Regions from separate parts of the Pan troglodytes genome. Here region 2 is linked to region 1. Evidence: chromatin contacts called from public HiChIP or PLAC-seq data. All regions are on one chromosome and are shown on one strand. Each heading gives the region's core, a stretch centred on a gene start, on an enhancer-like site or on the middle of the called end of the contact. The rest is flanking DNA. Distances are from core to core; before and after follow the strand shown.

Evidence for each region. HiChIP or PLAC-seq counts read pairs in DNA pulled down with a chosen protein or histone mark.
Region 2: a contact with region 1 is called in an H3K4me3 HiChIP or PLAC-seq map of stem cell-derived excitatory neurons, with 2.4 times the contacts expected there. The contact joins the promoter of ZC3H10 here to the promoter of SPRYD4 in region 1. A contact is called at or near these places in 1 of 7 Hi-C or Micro-C datasets (stem cell-derived neural progenitor cells) and 1 of 1 datasets of contacts at active chromatin or transcription factors (stem cell-derived excitatory neurons).

Annotation. Positions count from the first base shown.
Region 1 is chr10:39,543,113-39,549,182 of NHGRI_mPanTro3-v2.0_pri, reverse strand. SPRYD4 (SPRY domain containing 4) reads left to right here and starts at 3,452. Exons shown (of 2, transcript XM_001168831.6): 1 at 3,452-3,554; 2 at 3,901-5,848. The coding sequence starts at 3,470. The coding sequence ends at 4,439. MIP (major intrinsic protein of lens fiber) reads right to left here and starts at 3,457. Exons shown (of 5, transcript XM_063786546.1): 1 at 3,328-3,457. The coding sequence starts at 3,457. It overlaps GLS2 (glutaminase 2), which reads right to left. Exons shown (of 18, transcript XM_509148.9): 18 at 5,815-6,070.
Region 2 is chr10:39,895,354-39,901,041 of NHGRI_mPanTro3-v2.0_pri, reverse strand. It overlaps ZC3H10 (zinc finger CCCH-type containing 10), which reads left to right and starts at 4,143. Exons shown (of 3, transcript XM_509133.9): 1 at 4,143-4,404; 2 at 5,181-5,244. The coding sequence starts at 4,245. It overlaps RPL41 (ribosomal protein L41), which reads left to right and starts at 2,201. Exons shown (of 4, transcript XM_063786577.1): 1 at 2,201-2,742; 2 at 2,857-2,881; 3 at 3,271-3,293; 4 at 3,565-3,915. The coding sequence starts at 2,870. The coding sequence ends at 3,607.

The DNA of each region.
Region 1 (6,070 bases), core at 2,203-4,702:
ATGAGCTACCATGCCCAACCACCCTCTCCTTTTATACTCATTCGTTTTAATGAGCACATATTCTGTGGTAAAGGGAACACTAAGGCCCTGGGGCAAAGAGAACACAGTATTTAATCACCTTTCTTAAGAATTCACGACCTAAGCCGGGAGTGGTGGCTCATGCCTGTAATCCCAGCACTTTGGGAGACTGAGGCAGGTGGATCACAAGGTCGGGAGTTCAAGAACAGCCTGACCAAGATGGTGAAACCCCCGTCTCTACTAAAAATACAAAAAAATTAGCCAGGTGTGGTGGCAGGTGCACGTAATCCCAGCTATTCAGGAGGCTGAGGCAAGAGAATCGCTTGAACCTGGGAGGCGGAGGTTGCAGTGAGCCAAGATCACACCACGGCACTTGAGCCTGGGCAACACAGTGAGACTCTGTCTCAAAAAAAAAAAAAGAATTCACAACCTAATGGGTGATATAGGTTTCACTCAGCAGCACTGGGGAGAATGGAGACAAGTTAGACGGCTGATGCAGTTGACGGTGGGGGCTGGTAGGAGTAGGGGGAATGTGATAGGGATTCAGTGACAATCAGATATGTGAGAGGAGACAGACAAGCCAAGGACTCCATGGTTTCTGGGCAACTGGCTGAATATGGGTTGCAATTCATGAGATTCCCTCACTTGCTTAACCATTTCTGCTTTTCAAGCCATAGGTATGGCTTTTGGGAAGTCTCTTCCCACCACTCTCAAATATACTAAATCAGAGGTTTCTCCTTTGTTTCCTGAGCATCCTGTATGACTTCAGTCATGGCACCTAGTGAATTATACTGCAATGGCCCTGTGAACTCTTGAAGAAATCATGTTTTGTGAAAATGAACAAAGAAGGTAGGCAGTAGTCATATCATGTAAAGCCTTGTGACCATGTAAGGGAATTTGAGGCAGGCACATTAACAGATTTAAGCAGGGAGGTTGCATGTCTGACTGTAATGCCGACATTGAATTAGAAGCAGACAGATAGAAGCTGGCAGATCAGCTTAGAAACTACTCACATTTCTACATTGAAATGAGAAAGCCTTGGCCAGGCGCGGTGGCTCATGCCTGTAATCCCAGAACTTTGGGAAGCAGAGGCGGGCAGATCACCTGAGGTCAGGAGTTTGAGACAAGCCTGGCCAACATGGCAAAACCCTGTCTCTACTAAAAGTACAAAAATTAGCAGGGCGTGGTGGTGGGCGCCTGTAGTCCCAACTACTTAGGAGGCTGAGGCAGGAGAATTGCTTGAACCTGGGCAGTGGAGGTTGCAGTGAGCCGAGACTGTGCCACTGCACTCCAGCCTGGGTGACAGAGTGAGACTCAGTCTCAATAAAAAAATAATAAAATAAAATAAATAAATAAAAGAAATGAGAAAGCCTTAAGGCCAAGGATGACAGTGGCCTGAACTAGGGCCATGTGCACCATTCAAGGCAGTTACCACTCTGGGAGAGGAGGAAGAATTTTTGGTTAGTTATTTAGGCTTTTAAATATCTAGGCCAGAAGCCAGGTGTGGTGGCTCACACCTGTAATCCCAGCACTTTGGGAAGCTAAGGTGGGTGGATCACTTGAGGTCAGGAGTTCGAGACCAGCCTGGCCAACATGGTGAAACCCTGTCTCTACTAAAAATACAAAAATTAGGCCAGGTGCAGTGGCTCACGTCTGTAATCCCGGCACTTTGGGAGGCTGAGATGGGTGGATCACCTGAGGTCAGGAGTTTGAGACCAGCCTGACCAATATGGTGAAACCCGTCTCTACTAAAAATACAAAAATTAGCGGCATGCGCCTATAGTCCCAGCTACTCAGGAAGCTGAGACAAGAGAATTGCTTGAACCCGGGAGGCGGAGGTTACAGTGAGCCAAGGTTGCGCCACTGCACTCCAGCCTGGGCAACAGAGTGAGACTCAGTCTCAAATAAAAATTAGCCAGGTGTGGTTGGTGGGCACCTGTAATTCCAGCTACTCAGGAGGCTGAGACAGGAAAATTGCTTGAACTCCAGAGGCAGAGGCTGCAGTTAGCCAAGATCAAACCACTGCACTCCAGCCTGGGTGATAGAGTGACACTCCGTCTCAGAATATACATTTTAAAAATATATATCTAAAATCCTTTTTTGAGGGGTAGGAGGATGGAGGTGGGATGTATGTTGCTATTGCACTGGCCAGCAGAACCTTGAGAAGTGGACTGATTCAAAACATGTAGGCCTGGCATAGTGGCTAACACCTGTAATCACAGCACTTTGGGAGGCAAAGGTGGGAGGGAGGATGGCTTGAGCCCGAGAATTCGAGAACAACTTGGTCAACAAAGTGAAACCCCCGTTTCTACAAAAAAGTTAACGGGGCATGGTGCGTGCACATGTGGTCCCAGCTACATGGGAGGCTGAAGCAGGAAGATCGCTTGTGCCTCGGAGATGAAGGTTGCAGTGAGCTGTGTTTGCGCCACTGTGCTGCATGCAGCCTGGGTGACAGAATGAGACCCTGTCTCAAAAAATAAAATAAAATGGAATGCAGATCGAAATGTTCAATATAGGCTGTCCATAATCTCCTACCTCATACCCTGAACCAAAATATTGCTACTCTTGGTTAAGTTCAGAAAACTGAATGCTGAGTTAAACCATCCGTTCCTAGCCTTGAACATACAAAACCAACATTAACAGTATTTATGTATTTACTATTAATTATAAACAACTGTGAATTACCCAATGGTTGCTATTTGCCAATATATATCTAGATTAATTATTATTATTATTATTTTTTGAGATGGAGTCTTGCTCTGTCACCAGGCTGGAGTGCAGTGGCAGAATCTCGGCTCACTGCAACCTCCCACTCCCTGGTTCAAGCGATTCTCCTGCCTCAGCCTCCCGGGTAGCTGGGATTACAGGCGCGCGCCACCACGCCCGGCTAATTTTTGTACTTTTGGTAGAGGCGGGGTTTCACCATATTGGCCAGGATGGTCTTGATCTCCTGACCTCGTGATCCGCCTGCCTCGGCCTCCCAAAGTGCTGAGATTACAGGCGTGAGCCACCGCACCCGGCCTAGATTATTCTCACTTAATTATTACTAAGGTCTGTATATAATTTCTATTTTATAAATTAGAACACTAAGGCTCAGAAAAGTGGAGTGAGTTGCCCAAACTCACACAGTGAAGCCGGGATCAAAGCTAATTACAGTACTGTCTAATTTTAAAATCTATACTTCTAAGCATCTGGCTACACTATATCTCTAAAAGTTTTACGTAGTTCAAATGTGAGCAGCGTTCGTCTACGCAGAAAAACTGAATAAGCAGCATTAACCGCGGGTAGAAACAGAACAGAAACCACTACCTTGGCGGCCGCCCGCCCCCGGGCGTCGCTCTACGTCATAACACTGCGCGGCCGCCCCTCGCGCACCACGTGCTAGGGGAGCGGGCGGGCAGATGGCTGTGTTTGTAAGCGGGAGGCGTGCCCGGTTCATCCAAGGCGCAAGATGGCGCTGCTTTTTGCACGTTCTTTGCGCTTGTGCCGCTGGGGAGCCAAACGATTGGGAGTTGCCTCCACAGAGGCCCAGAGAGGTAGGATTATCTGTTTTTACTCTTTTACCTCCAGAATGGCTGCCGTCTATTATTCCCAGACCCCACTCCGAGAAGCAACTCCAACCCTCTCGGGTCTTTTCCTTCCTTACCTGCCTTGGTCTCGAGATTCCAAACCTGTGATACCATTTGGTTTCTTTAAATTCCGAGTTTTTCAGCTCCGTGAGCTATCCGTAGTAAAGCGACCTCGCGACTCTCTTGCCCGCTTGGCATTCTGACTCTTCCCTAGTTGCTCGTGTATCATGGCTGCCTGCCTCAGATCTGAATATATCACCAGCCCTAGGGTTCTAGCCCCTGTTATTATCCCGTCTTTTTGCTCTGCCCGCAGGCGTCAGTTTCAAACTGGAAGAAAAAACCGCCCACAGCAGCCTGGCACTCTTCAGAGATGATACGGGTGTCAAATATGGCTTGGTGGGATTGGAGCCCACCAAGGTGGCCTTGAATGTGGAGCGCTTCCGGGAGTGGGCAGTGGTGCTGGCAGACACAGCGGTCACCAGTGGCAGACACTACTGGGAAGTGACAGTGAAGCGCTCCCAGCAGTTCCGGATAGGAGTGGCAGATGTGGACATGTCCCGGGATAGCTGCATTGGTGTTGATGATCGTTCCTGGGTGTTCACCTATGCCCAGCGCAAGTGGTACACCATGTTGGCCAACGAGAAAGCCCCAGTTGAGGGTATTGGGCAGCCAGAGAAGGTGGGGCTGTTGCTGGAGTATGAGGCCCAGAAGCTGAGCCTGGTGGATGTGAGCCAGGTCTCTGTGGTTCACACGCTACAGACAGATTTCCGGGGTCCAGTGGTGCCTGCCTTTGCTCTCTGGGATGGGGAGCTGCTGACCCATTCAGGGCTTGAGGTGCCCGAGGGCCTCTAGTATGTCCATTACTGGAGTCCCTAATCACGCCTTTGGCCAGCCTCCTTTTGAAAGTGTCTGAAGCCTTTTTACTTTGCCTCAAGCAACCTCTAGCTCCCACAATTCAGTGTTGGATCCTCTGTGCAATATCATAATCATCTTCCTCATCCCCTACCTTGTGAAAGCTAGGCATACAGCCAAACCCTCCTTTTCCCCACCCACCAACTACTGCCAATTTCCTAGGCTACCATGGGTGTATCTTCCCTGACCTGCTTCCTTCAGTCTCTCTGCCTCCCTTTGCCCAGGCCTTTCTCAGACTGTATTCCATCCTGGGGTCTTATCATTCAGCTTTGTTTGAATTTATTAATCACCATGATACCTCTCCCTCCCTTTGTCCACATGTAACTTGTTCTTGGGGCTCTACCAGATCGCTGAAGAGTAAATCCTTTCTACCTCTGGCTGAAGGAGTGGTGCAGTCAATGACTTGGCCCTTTTTCTACAGCACATTTAGAGTTTGGGCTCTGGCTCCCTCAGTAAGTGCTTTATTAACTCAGTGTGTCAAAATGAAAACAGAGCCCTCCTTCCCCAGTAGCTCAGTGCCACAGACCTTCAGCCCCACACAGCTGTAGCTATCCTTACCCTGAGTCCATCTACCTTAAATCTGTACCTCTGACACCCAGCCAGTCTGTCATAATCATTATCCCAGTTATAACCTTGACCAAAGGGGAAGAGAGACACTTGGGCGATATCTAGGGGATGAGTGCTAGAAACTATTTATTTATTTTTTGAGACAGAGTCTCACTCTGTCACCCAGGCTGGAGTGCAGTGGCATGATCTTGGCTCACTGCAAACTCTGCCTTTTGGGTTCAAGCGACTCTTGTGCCTCAGCCTCCTGAGTAGCTGGGATTACAGGTGTGTGCCACCATGCCCGTCTAATTTTTATATTTTTAGTAGAGATGGGGTTTCACCATATTGGCCAGGCTGGTCTCGAACTCCTGGCCTCATGTGATCAGCCCACCTTCGCCTCCCAAAGTGCTGGGATTTCAGGCGTGAGCCACCACACCCGGCCAAAACTGTTTATTCTTGAGAAATTCCATCTTCATTTCTGCCACAGTTGGAACTTCCCGAGGAAGGAAGGAGGCCTGAGGTTTTGCACAATCTGTTTCAGAGCCTGTTTAGACTCAAACCTACGCTTCCCTTGGCAGCAGAATACACTTAACCTAAAGCAGTATTTGGAGTTGAGAAAAACCTGGTGGGGTAAGTGAATATGTACTGTTTGGTAGGGTAGGTAGAGAAGCTGTGCTTTGACCCTGTGATTCCATCTTTTTCTACCTTCTATGATGGTGATGAAGCTAGATACCCCTAGGGAAGAAAGAAGGACTGGGTTTAGCAAAAATGATTTGGTAATTAAAGTTTATTTGAACACAAAATACTTTCTCTGTCTATAAAATTGGCTGTTAGCAGTAGCAGCAGCATGTCCTGGCCAAGGGGAGTAGATTTCTCCAGACTACTAAAGCCATGTATATAGCCATTCCCACTTCCCATATTCTGTGGATATGTACATGTGCATGGTAGCTAGAGTCCCTCCACCAGAGTATCTCTCTCATGATGGTTTCTTCAGGGAGAGGAAGAGGAGACCTGGGTGAAGAGCT
Region 2 (5,688 bases), core at 2,894-5,393, 350 kb before region 1:
CCTTCCCAAAACGAGGAATGTCTTGACTTGCAGAAGACACAAATCTTAGAATCTTTGATGATATAGTAAGTTATCTGCTGGAGTTGGGTGGTGTAATTTTCTAAGTAGAAACAGTCCTCACTGCTAAGATTTGTTTGGGGCTAGGACACAATGTCTACTGCAAAAACAGCACTGCAAGTGTTTATCTTGAATTCAAGAAGCCAGGAAGAATGGTACACTAGTTTTCAGGGCCAGACTAAGGTCAGATGGGTAATTAGTTTATCTTACTACATGTCAGGAATTGCTAAACTAGAGATACTACAAGTGAACAGAACTGAACACAGGTCAAATGTGTAATGATGTATATCTACCATTAAAATAGAGTAGTTTTAGTGCCCTAAAAATCCTCTGTGTTTGCCTGTTCATCTCTCTCTCCTTGCTTACGCATTTATCCAAAGGCAAAGAATGTACAATGCCAATGCCAAGAGTGAACCCTAGTGTAAACTAAACTATGGATTTGGGGTGATAATGGTATATCAACGTAGGTTCTATTGTTAACAAATGTACCACTCTGGCAGGGTGGAGTGATGTTTATAAAGGGGGAGGCTATATGTGTGGGAAATGTCTATACCTTTCTCAATTTTGCTGTGAACCTAAAACTGTTCTAAAAAATTAAGTCTATTAAAAAAAGAAAAAAACAGCCAAGTGCGGTGGCTTATACCTGTAATTCCAGCACTTTGGGAGGCCGACGCAGGCAGATCACCTGAGGTCAGGAGATCAAGACCAGCCTGGCCAACATGGTGAAACCCCATCTCTACTAAAAATATAAAAAGCCAGGCTTAGTGGCGGGCGCCTGTAATCCCAGCTACTTGGGAGGCTGAGGCAGGAGAATCGCTTGAACCCAGGAGGCGGAGGTTGCAGTGAGCCAAGATCGCGCCACTGCACTCCAGCCTGGGTGACAAGAGTGAGATTCCATTCCGTATCAAAAACAAGCAAACAAAATTTCCCTCAAAGAGCTTATAAACTAGTTGGCAATCATCAGTTGAAATCTTGGTGGAATTGATACAAAATAATTCTGCTAGGATTTTTTTTGTTTCAAAAAAATTGTCATATATATTTGGGTGGTGACAATACTACAACTACTTAGAAGGAACCTAATTTTAAAAACGTTTTTCAGGGATTGAAAGTGGAACCTAATTTTAAAAACGTTTTTCAGGGATTGAAAGTGGAACCTAATTTTAAAAACGTTTTTCAGGGATTGAAAGTGGAACCTAATTTTAAAAACGTTTTTCAGGGATTGAAAGTGAAATGCTATCCTGGAATATAATAAAGGGAAACCACAAAAAAAGAGGGATTGTAACAATCACATACAAAATGTTACAGTATTTTAAACTGTAAGATGAAGTCTCTATAGGGAAAGGGTTCTTTTTCATCCCCCATTAACTCAAAAGTTTCCTGTAGCCAAATCTTAGGGGATCTGGTTGTTTTCCAGTGCTTCTCACCTGAGCATACAATCAAACTGGGAAGTTCTTTATCTTAACACCAAATGTCATACTTTCCCTAGATTTAGGTAATTTTCTCCCTATGTCCGTTGGTTCGCTCTTCACCCCTAGAGAATCACTGCATAGGTCACAAGAGCCTCGACTTCCTGGGCTCGAGATTCCCCCACCTCAGCCTCCCAAAGTGCTGGGATTACAGGCATGAGCCACCGTGCCCAGCCCGCTGACGTATTTTCTGAACAAATGATGCATTGTAGCCAGGAATCTCTAGTGATATTTTGCTTCAGGCATCGTGGGGAAAGACCATAATCAGCTATTTTATTCTTGAAATTTAGGAAAAATAATTGCTCTATCTTAAACAGTGAGAGAATATTTTTTGAAGTATGGCAGCTTTCCCGAATCCCCACTTTATATCTTCCTATGTTCTGAAATCTTAGGACCTTCGATGGTTCCGCAATCGAATCACCCTGCAGCAATTTATTTTAGAAAATAAGGCAAACCGGCTGGGCGCGGTGGTTCATGCTTGTAATCCCAGCACTTTGAGAGGCCGAGGCGGGCGGATCGCTTGAGCTCAGGAGTTCGAGACCAGCCTGGGCAACACAGCGAAACCTCGTCTCTACTAAAAATACAAAAATTAGCCAAGTGGCGCGCGCCTGTTGTCCCAGCTGCTCGGGAAGCTGAGGCGGGAGAATCGCTTGTACTCAGGAAGCGGAAATTGCGGTGAGCCGAGATCGCGTCACTGCACTCCAGCCTGGGTGACACAGTGAGATCCTGTCTCAAAAAAGAAAAAAAGAAAGAAAGAAAGAAAGAAAGAAAGAAAGAAAGAAAAAGAAAAGAAGGCAAACCAGTAAAACAAGAATTTCTGTACAGTCCGCGCCTATCCATAGCAAAATGGAGGACTTCTCCAGGGAACTGCAACTCCCAAGAAGCAATGCGAGGGAAGGTGGCGGTCACAATTTTTTCCCCGTCTGCACCTCTAGGTCCAATATTGGAAATAGGTGCTGACGTTTAAATAACACAGCGTCCTCATACTAAATCTGGGGGGGAACTGGTAACTCGAAAACCAAATACTCGGTCTTCCGAAAGAACTAACTCAACCTACTCCTCTGCAAGAGGGTCCGAAAACCATTGTTACGCCCATTGGGTAGCCCCGCCCTTGGGGGGGGCAAAGGGCGTGAAAGCGGAAGTGACGACACCCGGCGCTCCACTAAATAGCCGTAGACGGAACCTCGGCTTTCTCTCGGCCTTAGCGCCATTTTTTTGGGTGAGTGTTTTTGGTTCCTGCGTTGGGATTCCGTGTACAATCCATAGACATCTGACCTCGGCACTTAGCATCATCACAGCAAACTAACTGTAGCCTTTCTCTCTTTCCCTGTAGAAACCTCTGCGCCATGAGAGCCAAGGTGAGCGGTTCCTGGTAGTAAGCTTGGGAGGTAGGAGTTGGCGAGTAGTAGCGGGGAGACGAAGGCAAGTCCGCCATACCTCCTGAACTACTGGGTTTCGAGGGTGCCCAAGAGCTGGTGGGAGAGAGAAGGTAGTTTGTGAGAGAGCTAGCGGTTAAGTGCTATGGGTAGAGAGGGTGGGATTAGAAAAGGGTGGAATTCTGATCTTATGTTGGGAGGGTGTCCAAGTTACTGATGTAGTTGTTACGACCAATCTTTCATACTTCTTGGTTAAGAATCTGTCCGTTTCTAAAGAGTGCATTTCATATCCTTGCTAAGCCTACTAATAAGCTTCATCCCTTTTTTTTTTTTTTTATTTTAATTATCTGCTGCTTGTGATCGGTTGCTAGTGGAGGAAGAAGCGAATGCGCAGGTACGTTGAGACTTTGCCAGCCCAGGAGTAGGGAAGTTCCTTGGACAAAACTTAGGAGAAACATTTGGTTTGGAAATCTTAAAAGGTCTTTAGGAGAAAAACGTTTGAGTGTTCTCTCCCTAGAGCCAAGAATTTAACAGAACAGAGAACGATAGAACCGTAGTGCTTGTTCATTTTACCACCTCATTCTTTATGTGGACGTTTGATTTAATGTGGGAGGGAAAGACAACTCTGGTTTGAGGTGTATTCTATTCCTGTGTCTGCTTTTCAGGCTGAAGCGCAAAAGAAGAAAGATGAGGCAGAGGTCCAAGTAAACCGCTAGCTTGTTGCACCGTGGTGGCCACAGGAGCAGAAACATGGAATGCCAGACGCTGGGGATGCTGGTACAAGTTGTGGGACTGCATGCTACTGTCTAGAGCTTGTCTCAATGGATCTAGAACTTCATCGCCCTCTGATCGCCGATCACCTCTGAGACCCACCTTGCTCATAAACAAAATGCCCATGTTGGTCCTCTGCCCTGGACCTGTGACATTCTGGACTATTTCTGTGTTTATTTGTGGCCGAGTGTAACAACCATATAATAAATCACCTCTTCCGCTGTTTTAGCTGAAGAATTAAATCATCTTGTCTATTATGTTTTTTATGGTTCCATCGGGTGGGGGTTTTCTGTCATTAGAGTTTGGCCTGTCACTACCTGTGCTATGGAGGGTATCAAAGCTATAAAGGCAACAGCCCGGGTTATGTGGTGTGGTTTGCATCTCGCTGGAGTTGGATGGGATATGGTACGTCTCTGGAGGCAGGTTTTAGGTTTCGCTGGTTATTAGGGGCCAATGCTGGTACCGCCCCTTTCCAGGAGGGCTGCCCTGGCGACTACCGCTTAGTAGACCATGTCGTGCCTTTGGGTTGGGTTGCCATGGTGACACGCAAAGCGTGCTGGGAACGTCCTGCGGCATGTCGCACGCGTACTTCATACACCATAGAGTATGGTTCCGGGTCTGGTGGCTAGAGCGTCGCTTCTTCCGCAGGAAGCGGAAGAGCGATCGGGTAGGCGGCTCTTTGTCGAAGCTAGAGGACCGGCAGGCGGCAGCAGCAACTACGGCGGCGGCGGCAGGTGAGGGAGGCGGGAGACTTAGGTGGAGGCCGCGCCCGGAGGGGAGGAGTCGGGGCCGGCCCAGCGGCTGGGCTCGGCCAGGCCACAGAAGGCCCCCCAGAACCGAGCTGGCTCGTCCTCACACCCCAGGGCAGTGCCCCTTTTCTGAGTGACCCCGCATCGCGAGCAAACGCCAGCTTCGTGACGTCACAACCCTGCCCATCCCCTCAGCTTGATGACACCTGGAGCTCCAGCTCCCCGCTTCACTTCGCGCGCCCTTAGTGTCCCATTCACGTAGCCCACGGCTGAGCGCCGGCGGCACTGCACGGAACCTGCCAAGCTAGAAGACTTGCTGCGGGAAAACTCCTAGGACTTCTTTCGCAAACTCTAGGGTGTTGGGAAGCGTCACAATCACTGCCTTCAAGTCTAATCGGCCATCCCAATGCACTGTCAGACGCTGCCTTTTTAAGGTTCCTCACTAGCCATTACTAACTCCAGCCCTTGGCCGTGCTCTGACCCTCACATCCTCTTTCATCTTGAGGCAGGGCGCCCCGCACTCTTTGTTCACTCAGGGCTGGTTTTCCAACCCATCCTCCCAGTCCCTCCGAATTAGTTTTATCTCTTACTCTTCTTACTGGCAACTTCTCCCTTGGACAGGTGAAGTTCAGTTTGAACCCTGAGGAAATCCTCACGTTCCCGAAGCTTTGCCGTTTTGTCAGATTTCTTGTGACAACCACCCCATAGTCCTCCACTCTTACTCCTTCTTCCACCCAAGTCTCTGTTTTTTTCCTGCTCAGAACCCAGCAGTGATGTGGAGGTGGAGACCCACAGGAGCCCCGGACTTCACCTGAGCTACCTCAGGTATCAATTCTGGGAGAGTTGGGTGGGGAGGAGCATCATAACTAATTATCTGCTGCTGGTGCGACTTGCAACGTCAGCCAGGCTTGGATAGATGGCATTTGTACTTCACCTGGTCATTCCCCTTTACTAAAAGTTTGTATCTTCTTTTACCACTTCTTTCCTTGATTGCTTCTATTATTCTGGGACTACCTCTCTTTAGAGGAGGAGGACCCTCTTACAGATTCTCTTGTAACTCTGGCCTCTGGTTTGGTTAGTTCATTTTAGGGAGATCTGAAGGCAAAGTCACAGTAGTGGGGTGGGGGTAGGTCAAGGCCAAAGGAGTTAGGAAAGATTCCCTTATTCTCAAAGGGAACAATATGAAGTTTTCCTATTTCAGCAGCAGGGGGAGCCTGAACACCGCATAGGAAAGGCTTGGGAGGTCAGACACGTGGTAGCAGGGACTCC